2 separate regions of the Mus musculus genome follow, and region 2 is linked to region 1. A link is a contact called in public promoter capture Hi-C data. All regions are on one chromosome and are shown on one strand. Each heading gives the region's core, a stretch centred on a gene start, on an enhancer-like site or on the middle of the called end of the contact. The rest is flanking DNA. Distances are from core to core; before and after follow the strand shown.

Region 1 (4,978 bases), core at 1,110-3,609:
CAGACCCCTTCAGCTCCTTGGGTACTTTCTCTAGCTCCTCCATTGGGGGCCCTGTGTTCCATCCAATGACTGTGAGCATCCACTTCTGTATTTGCCAGGTATTAGCATAGCCTCACAAGAGAGAGCTATATCAGCGTCCTGTCAGCAAAATCTTGCTGGCATATGCAATAGTTCCTGGGTTTGGTGGCTGTTTATGGGATGGATTCCTGGGTGGGGCAGTCATGGTCCTTGCTTCAATTTCAGCTCCAAACATTGTCTCTGTAACTCTTTGTTAGTGCAGAGCAACTAGAGGCAGGGCATATAAGAGAATCTCAGTTTCCTTGGAATACCCCAATATTTATTATCAAGAAAAAAAAATCTGGTAAATGGAGATTTCGACAAGATCTATGAAAGGTCAATGAAACCATGGTACCTATGGGAGCTTTACAACCTGGGCTTCATCTTCAGTGGCTAATCCCAAAGGATATTATAAAGCTGGGCTACCAGCTCAGTTAGCAGAACTGACAGCTGAACTGAATGTTTTTCAGTCTGTGGATGATACTTTTAATCTTTTTCCTGATAGTCTATATGTGGCCCAGTCTTTTCCTCTATTGGAAACTTGTAGTATATTTAATTTTAATATGCCAGCTGGACCTCTGTTTTCACAATTGCAAAACATACTTGCTCAAAAAAAAATTCCCTTTTATATTGGTCATATAAAAGCTCATTCTGGTCTTCCTAGACCTTTAGCTTCAGGCAATGATCACATTGACAGAGCTCTAATAGCAGAAGCCTTAGTTTCAGATCCTGTTGCATTGGCTAGATGTGATCATAATAAATTTCATCTTTCTAGTCATACCTTAAGTTTCTAACATAAGATTAAGGAGCAGGCTAAAATTATTTGAAAACAATGCCCTAACTGCCTTTCATTATCTCCAGTTCCTCATTTAGGGGTTAATCCATGAAGCCCTATGCTCAATCATATTTGGCAACTGGGTGTACCTCATTATTCAGAATTTGGAAAATTGAAATACATCCATGTCTGTATTGACACTTGTTCAGGATTCCTTTTTGCTTCTCTACATACTGGAGAAGCCTCTAGAAATGCAATTGATCATTATTTACAAGCCTTTAATGCTATGGAATTACCTAAAATCATTAAGACAGATAATGGGCCAACTTTTACTGGAAACAATTTTACATAATTTTGTGAAGAATTTTGTATTGAACATAAAATCGAAATTCCTTACAATCCAATGGAACAAAGAATTGTCGAGTGTGCACATCACACTCTGAAAAATTGGCTTTTAAAAACAAAAAGGAGAGAATTAGACACTTCAAGGTCACCAAAAGCACATTTTGCTTTTGTTTTATTTGTTTTGCAAACTGATGCTAAAGTCAGTCTGCACTGGATTGCCAGTGGCATCCAGTCAGTTCCAGTTCATATGCCAAGGTTAAATGGGACCCCTTAACTAATACATGGAATGGTCCTGACCTTGTTTTGATATGGGGGCGAGATTCTATCTGTGTTTTTTCACTAAAAGAAGATGGAGCCTGATGGCTGCCTGAAAGATTGGACCGTCAAGTGGACACAGGCCCTAAGTCTTCTAGTGAAAGACCCACAATGTGAGGACTCCCCTACGTTCTGACTCAGGAGAGGTGAGACACCCCAAATCACTCATGAGAAATGGTCTTGCTGCAAACTGCAAGAGGACTTTTATTTCAAGAGCGTTCTCAGGTTCACAGTCATACACCACGCAAGGGTAGAGGACCGTGGTGCCCCGAGTAGCTGGGTAAGGGGGTATTTAAAGGAAGAAACCACAACTCAAGGAGGTGGGGAGGGCATTGTTGGAAAATACCAAAAATACCAGCTAAGAGTCACAAGGAAGTGGAAAGTCAAAACAGTTTTCTAGGAGCCTCTAACAATAGCATATTTGCATAGTGGGTTTCAGCAATGGTCAGGGTGGGTCAGGGTGACTTTCTTTGAATGAACACTCCCTGAACCCAGGAAGCTGGTGGGTGGAGGAATGTCGCTGTCTGTTTTATGATTAGCATGCCTTGAAGCACTGAGTCACAAAGGTCACATTCTCAAGCCTGGGCCTAAAGGCCTAGAATTTTTTTTTTTTTTTTTTTTTATGTTATACTTTCTCACTAGAAAGTATGATCCCAATGATGGCTCAAAATCTCTATCAGCCAGCTGAGTTAACTTGGAACATAGTCTCCATTCTTACTGGAGAAGTAACAGTTTTCTGTTAATCCTCAAAGCCACCTCCCACCCACCCTGTGGCCTGATTTTGTGTCAGAGATGGGCAACTGGGGTTCTTGAGATCCTATCAACCTAAGACAGAGGTGGAGCCAAAAGGCCATTTTTCTCCATAACAAACACAAACAAGCTGTGCATGTCCTTAAAGATGGGTAAGAAGGAGTATAGACCCAGACCTAAGCCAGTCATGGTCACCTGCCACTATATTTCCCAGATGGTATCATTTAACATAAGTAAATCTTGTGCTTCCCTTGCAGTTTATCTTTAAAAAATAAAAAAGGGGGAACTGTGCCCCTCCCCCAGGCTTGAGATGACTAAACAATTTTCTGAAGGCTGGAGCCAGGCACCAGCACCCAGGCCTCCCTACATTTACACCTTCTTGCCTGAGACTTGAGCAGACTGCCCACCCACTGAGCTGCTGAGAGCTTGTTTTGCAACAGAATCAGCTGAGACAAAGCAACAGAATCCAGCCATAGCAGAGGATGGGCCTTTGGGTTTCCCCCTATATATTCAGAGTTAAATATGAAAACATTGGGCCTTGATCAGAAACCTTTCAGGTTTCTCATTTCAGGTACCCAGTTTGACCAAAGCCACTGGATGCTACATCTAACAAATGTACACATATATACATATATACACATATACACATATACATGTATACACGTATACACATATACACATATACACACATACATATATACATATATATGTATATGTATGTATATATATGTGTATGTGTCTGTCTGTCTATATGTATGTATGTATATATACATATATGTCTGTGTATATATATGTATATATGTGTGTGTGTCTGTCTATATGTATGTATATATACATATACACATATACATATATACACACACACACACACACACACACACACACACACACACACATTTATAAATTAATAAAACAGGTGGTTAGCCCCAACTAGTATGTGTGTGTGTGTATGTGTGTGCCTGGCTTTCTCCTTTTCTTCCTTTTCTTTTCTCTTTGGCTCATGGAAAGTTAATAAACTCTGAGCCTCTGGCCTAGCCAGTGAAGGGCCTTTGGGCCAGAGAGAAAAGAGCCCATGAATTGACCCTTTTTTTCTCAATCACCTGATGCTATCAGCAGAATTTAAATTGTCAGAAGTTAGTGGTTTTTGGCCACAGAATAGCAAAGTGTTAAAGAAAAAGTTAAATTGCCAAAAGTAAGCAGTTTTGGACATGCAACCATTCACTCCGTACTTCCTTTCACTGCCTTCTTCAGGGAATATATATGAATATATATGTCTCTGTGTGTGACTGTGTGTGAGTGTGTGTCTATGTATGAGTGTGCGTGTGTGTTGGTGTGTTTATCTGTGTTTGTGCATGTATCTGTATATGTGTGAACACACCCATGCATCCATCTGTTCACCCTACACAACCTCTGCAGAGTTAAAATGATAACTTGTGGGAATAGCTTCTCTCCTTACACCATGTATGTCCCGTGCATCAACTTATACAATTATCGTGCTGTGAGCCTTCTTTCCCTGCCTCTTTATTTTGCTGCTTCAAGATAATAAGTTTTTGTGGTTCTTGTTTTAGGACCATTTATTGATGAGAACAAAATAAAGAACAGAAAACAGAGAAGAAAGTAGAGCAGGAGAGAGGAAATAGAAGTGGGGAAGGGAGAGACAGTAAGAGTCTTTCACACTGAATTGTAATGGGTCCTCCAGTGAAAACCAATGGACAATAAAGGGTAGGGACATACATGTATTTCTTTATTTACCAACAGTATTTAACAGGATTTATATATCACTGGTTAGTCTTGAACTTTGAAAAACCTGCCACTCTAGGTCTGCTTTTCCCCTCAGGGTATCAAGGCACCATTATGCATTGGGCTGGATTGGTAGGAATGAAGTTTAGCATTGGTGGGTGGGTTAGACAGGTTCTCCATTGACTGGAGTGCATAAGAAAGTGTTCTCTAGAAACAATTTACAGTGAAATAACTCTCTTTATTGGGGCTGAACAAAGGTTATATAAACCTTGAGAACTTGGTAGGGGTTTGGGGGATGAGTGCACAACATTGGCTGGGGCTGAGGTTCTAGTAAAGCTTCATTTCTATGAAGAGGAATTCCAGATACTTGCTGACCATGTTCTTGGATGGAGACAGTAAGTTTAACTTGTAATCTGGCCACGAGTCGTCATAACTAAATCAAGTGTGGTGGGTTTTAAGGGTCATAAGGCATATGGGTTCCAGGACATGCAGTCCCAGAACAAGGAGGAAATTACCCTACTCCTGCTATTATCAGGAAGAGATTTTCAGGTTTTGGACACATCTCAATATCACTCTTGCTCTGGACTGGCTCTCCTGGTGGCACATCTTTCTGGCCCTACACCACCCTCTTTTCTGTTTTATAAAGGGGAGGTGTCATTAATAATCACCAGCCTGTATCTTGGGAATGGTTTGTTAGTGAACCAGAGCCTGATTGGCAATGATGTTTGCCATGCTATTTATCTTCCATTTTAGAAATTGCATGAGGTTGGGTACCAGGAGTAGCAAGGCCCCATCTGATAGTATGGGTTCAAGGAAGGGAAAAAGCCAAGCTAGCAGAGGTTTGAGTATTGCAGGGCATTGATCTGATACTGCTTGTATTCTAATGTTAAATACTGGTTCCTCAAGATGTGGTTACCCCCATGAGCAGATGCTCACATGCTCAAGTGATGCCCTGTGAACCTTCTCCTCAATTTAATTGGTCAATAAAAGGTTAGA
Region 2 (5,162 bases), core at 2,519-5,018, 290 kb after region 1:
TTACACACACACACACACACACACACACACACACACACACACACACAATGAGCAAGAACACAAATTCTTTTCAACTATATATTTTAAGAGAACCTACAGTTTCACTCTTTATTTCTTATGAAATGCATGTAAATAACTGAAACTAGTGAAGCTTAATATTCAGATTTTAAATAAATGGTCACATTGAACAATGGCCTTCTGAGCTTTGAGAAAGAGTTGTTAACAAGTCAGCTAGACTATGATAACACTTTATAACATCCTCATTTGACTATTTTTATATACTTTAATGATGTATCATGTTTTTTATAAACTGCATGAAATGGAAAAACAAATTCTGCAACATTGTATGAGTATATGAAATAGATTGTTATAGAATAGTAGAATATTATAATAATCAGCAATGATTAAAATGCTTGAACATTTAACAGCTCATTTATTATTATTCTTGTGTACAAAGTACCTTTTTAAAGAGACATAGTACACCCGTAAGAAAGCTGAACATAGCACAGCATGGAAGAATAGTGAGTGTGGTCATCGAAAGACCTCATCTTTATCTGTGCTAACTAAGCAAATCTGGAGATTCCCTTCACTCTACGCCCCTTTCACAGAGCCTGCTGTAAAGAACATATGGCTCCATCTACAGTGGCTGAATATATATCTGAACTTACAATTCGAATACTTGAGAGATTAAAAAAATCTGCAGTCCATATAGGATACTGTAGATCTCAGATGACCAAAATGTTCAGAAGAGAAAGACCGTCTTCATAGGAGAGTAAAGTCCCTAGCTAACACACAACGTCAATTGTCTTTCGATAAAAGGTTTGCACAGACACTGATATTTCATTTGGATTTGGTTTCTAGTTAGACATTTTTCTAATGAGACATCAAGAGTTCCAGCAAGAACGTATCATGTTGCTAGTATTAAAACCACTAAGGAAGGTTCAGATCTAATGTGTTGTTAGTCAAAGTGTTACCAACCATTTATAAGACACAATTTTATATTGTTTTCAGAATTAGTTTTGGAGACCAAGACAAAAATGAAAAACAGCAGAAATCACTCTGAGACCAAAGGTAGAACAAACAAGGGCTGCTCCTAACAAAAAGAAGATTATAAAGGAAGAGAGATGCAGATGATGGCCTGTGAATTCCTTTGAGGACACACCTTGACTTTTTCCCTTTTATACCAAGGATCCTGAAAAACTTACTTTTATTGTTGTAGATTGTTTCCTTTAAGGAAAATAGGTATTAAATGAGAAAAGTAAGCTTCTAACAGGAATAATTAGATTAGAATTCTACTGCCTTCAAAATTATCTATTTAGGCAAAAAACTACAACCAGGTAGTATTCACTTGTCATTTCAGAGAGCTCAGTCACAACCCCAAATAGACACATTGAGACGCCATCACATTGTTTCATCGATTCTCATCTCCACTCCTTTGTTTTTACCATTCCTATCCACTAGCCCGTCAAGAGAGACCACGTTGCTTCCCTAATATTAAGTTCAGTGATTTATTGTAAAATTGTTTTTGTCTAGAATTACTGAAATTAAAACATGTTCATTTTGTTTTAAATTAAATATGAAGCCACTTTAAAATATAAGTTGTGGACTGAAAGAGCTCCAAAGGACAAAGGCAATGTGTGATTTCTCCCTTTGAGTAGAAACCAGCCTGGGAAGGGAATACAGAGAAACCTACCTGTCATGGTAAAACCACCAACCAACAAACCAATGTCACGGCCCCCGACTATGATGGCTTCACTGCGCTCTTCTGGGTTGCCGCTGTTTTTGGTTTTCCATGCAGCCCATATTCCAACCAGAAATATAAGGAGGTAGAAGAGGATAATAGCTACCAGTCCTTCTACGTGGAAAGACATTTTTATTTAGGGTACAGTGCAGATCCTTCCACAGAGGGCTACTTCATCAAATCTTCTGTAGAAAATACAGCAATGTATTATTAAGCAGCCACGCACTATGCTTACACAGGCTGCCAAAACGAAGCAGCTGGATCCAGACATCTTTTTTTTTTTTCTTCTTTGAAAAAGCTTGCATTGAAATCCCATAATACTAATCATGGCCAACAAGTGTCCAGTTCACTGCTCTGTTTCTGCTTAACAAGTTAATGCTTTGCATTCGAAGAAACAAACAAAAAAAGGAGTGAGCATAAATCCAATAAAAATAATTTTTTTTGTATTTTATAAATTCCTTCAAGTTAAGTCTGTTTTGTATTACACCTCAGTTCTTTAGATTGTTTGCAGCGATTATGCCTATATATTTGCCCTTTCAAACTAAGTCAATATTTAATAATTGTTTACTAATTTAAGTGTAGCCTAAAGGAATACTCCAAGAAAGTCTCCCCCCTCCCCCTCCCTCTCTCTCTTCCCCCCTTTCCTCCTCCCCTCCCCTCTCCTCTCTCTCTCTCTCTCTCTCTCTCTCTCTCTCTCTCTTTCTTTCTCTCTTTCTCTCTTTCTCTCTCTCTCTCTGTTCATTCTTCATTCTTTACTTATCCTTTCAGACCTCAGGAAACAGGTCCAAAAGTAACTCAATATAAAATATCTGGCCAGAATACCCCCTCCAAAAACACTAAAACAAAAACAACGCCCCCCCCCCAAAAACAAACAAACAAACTAGGAAAATCCTTTTTAAAATCAATTTACTGTGACAACTAAGTATGTTTTCCTTGTTTAAAAGAAGGACCCTCTCAATCTCTCAATCTTCCTTTGTCCTTAGTTCATATCATGTCCACCCCACCCCCACCCCCACCCCACCCTCACTCCTACCCCCACCCCCACCCCGCGCCTCATCATCCCGGTCTCTACAGAAGAGGATTTTAAAATAAGGCAATATATAAACCACAGTCACAGATACGAAAACGCGAACGAAGAGGACTGATGTCAACTTTTAAAATAAAGCTTGATCTTACGGAATTCCTGTTCTCTTATACTGAACAAACCAGTGCTATTTCCTTCACCCCAGTTCACAGGCGTAAGTTTTTGTGGGAGGGGGTCTGAGCTTTGCAAGCGGGTTCTGGCTGCAAGCACTCACCTCCGGGATGTTCTGGAGCGCCCCGGACCGGGTGGGCTCCGCCTTTGTGAGCCCAGAGCCACCAAATTTCCCCTCCGCCCAAACTCCCCCGCGCCCTGCTCCCCTTTGCCTCTGAGCTCTGGATCTCCTGAATCCAGACTCCTACAGTCGCTAGCACCCCTAGAGCCACAAGTGCTTCTTAACTGAGCGGAGGGGACATCCCCAGCAGGCAGAGTCGATCCTTCCCGGGCGGCCCCGAGGGTGTGGCCCTAGCTCTTGTTCCCGTAGGGCTCTTACCTTTGCGTCACCCGGAGCTGCTTTAGGGGTCCAGGAGCCCCTTGAGCCCCGGGCTGTGAGGGACACGGAGGGAGGGAGGCTCGAGGTGAGTGGAGGGGGCTCCGGCAAGGAGCCCGATGAGGACTCCGAGGGGGTGAAGCGATCGATCTGGGTATTGGAAAAAGTCTCTTTATAAGGGCGGAAGGCGGGGGCGATCGTCAGAGCTCTGGAGAAGGACGTCAGAACAAAGTGGTGCTGGGCGTGAGTTGCGGACTGTGCCCTGGTGTGGCCCGGGGTGCGAGGGAACAGCCAAGCTCAGATCCAGCACTTGCCCAAGTTCATGTTCCCATCCCAAGTCAAGTCGTCTGCTACCCTAGAATGGAGGACTCCAGACTAAAGGTCATTTCCCAGCCTACCTGCCCACTTTATCTTTCTGGGTTGCAAAAGACAGCAATGGACTTGGAGGATTTCACTTGCAGATGCAGACTGGAAGCTTCCAAACCCCGCCTTGAGGTGTCCACATGCAAGCTCAGTTAAGGGCCTTGTCTCTGTCTCTGGTTGGCCTCAGAGAGGGGTTGCTTTCAAGCCCTTCTTGGCTAGTTTTTTTGTAGAAACATGTTAGGAAGGTTTAGACTAGTCAGCCTATTTCTCTTTGCTTTATATTCATATTCCCTTCACTTAAAACTGGGGTCACCATGAAACTTTCTCACAGGTGCACAGTTCTTTAAAATAAAGTTGGTGTGTAAGCCACAGGAAACATCCTACTAGCTAAGCCAAGCACTCTAGCTTATAAAAGCACTCAGTCTATCACTTCAAACAGGTTTAGATCTTTTGCATGCATATATATCTAGCACTACATTTCTAGCATACTACATATCTAGTATTCTGTGACAGGATTACTTATGTATCTGTTGTACCTGTCTTTAAAGGGCTTTATCTTATAACAGTTGAATATATTGTAGAGGGGGCTGCTTCTGCAACCTTTTAAATGTGTTTCAGGGAGAGGTGTTATGGAATGGGTGTGAGGAAAAAGAAAAGATTGAAAGCCATAAAGTCTCAGCTTTGTGCCCACTTTCTCACTTCTTTCTACATCTACTGAGCCAGTCTATTAAACAGTGAAACAGTGCATCTGACAGCTAACGAGGTGAAGTCCATACTCAGCTGCTATCCACCTCTCTAGGCTAACCTGCAGACTAGCTCCCATCTTAGACTGGATTTATAGAGGCTCTTTTAACTGTATTCCCCATTCCTTTGTTCTCTGTGTGAACAGTAACTTCCCCTGTTACTGGACAGGGCAGAGGCCTATGTGGATAGTTGTCATAATGAAGGTTTGTAACCAGCTAATTGCTATCTATCTATCTATCTATCTATCTATCTATCTATCTATCTATCTATCTATCTATCTATGGAACAGACCCTATTTGAGCTCAGACAGAAACTAACAGAAGACAGACATGAAATTCATTTAACCACTCAGTGTTTTAGGTGGGATTTCTTTTACTTTTGATTCTAATTAACTTCTGATTTTGAACTTAGGCCACAGATTAATACACATTTTTTTCCTTCTGGAATATTCCTTAAGGTGATGACACAGATATTTCAGTTGCAGTAGGGCAGGGATCAGGAATGCAGTGTCTCAGACAGTGTGCCAGTTTATGGGGCTAAGGTCAGAGAGTGTGACTCAAGCACAGAGAGACAGGAGAGATGGCTGTCCTCACAGAACATCACTAGGGCTTAGGGGTGAGAATCCGGAGTGCAGCCAGGGCTGGCACTCTGGGAGAGGTGGGGCTAGGGAAACTAATTAATTTTGAGAAGCCAGGAATACCAGGATCTAGACCAACTCCCAGATCTCAGTAGTGACAGTGACC

Evidence for each region. Promoter capture Hi-C pulls out the DNA fragments that hold promoters and counts their contacts.
Region 2: a promoter capture Hi-C map of embryonic stem cells shows a contact between it and region 1, with 4 times the contacts expected there. The contact joins the promoter of Slc5a7 here to the enhancer-like site in region 1. A contact is called at or near these places in 12 of 39 promoter capture datasets (the 3T3-L1 cell line, the HPC-7 cell line, cranial neural crest and 4 more) and 1 of 115 datasets of contacts at active chromatin or transcription factors (stem cell-derived neural progenitor cells).

The regions. Positions count from the first base shown.
Region 1 is chr17:54,008,747-54,013,724 of GRCm38.p6, forward strand. No RefSeq gene overlaps it. Among named protein-coding and RNA genes, the nearest start is that of Sult1c1, 21 kb to the left of the region's middle. Within about 2 kb of position 2,360, at least 7 of the 459 cell types and tissues checked have an H3K27ac peak or open chromatin away from gene starts, as enhancers often do. A contact at or near this core is called in embryonic stem cells, epiblast stem cells, stem cell-derived epiblast-like cells and 1 more, where this site is marked.
Region 2 is chr17:54,295,266-54,300,427 of GRCm38.p6, forward strand. It overlaps Slc5a7 (solute carrier family 5 (choline transporter), member 7), which reads right to left and starts at 3,769. Exons shown (of 9, transcript NM_022025.4): 1 at 3,316-3,769; 2 at 1,694-1,926. The coding sequence starts at 1,871.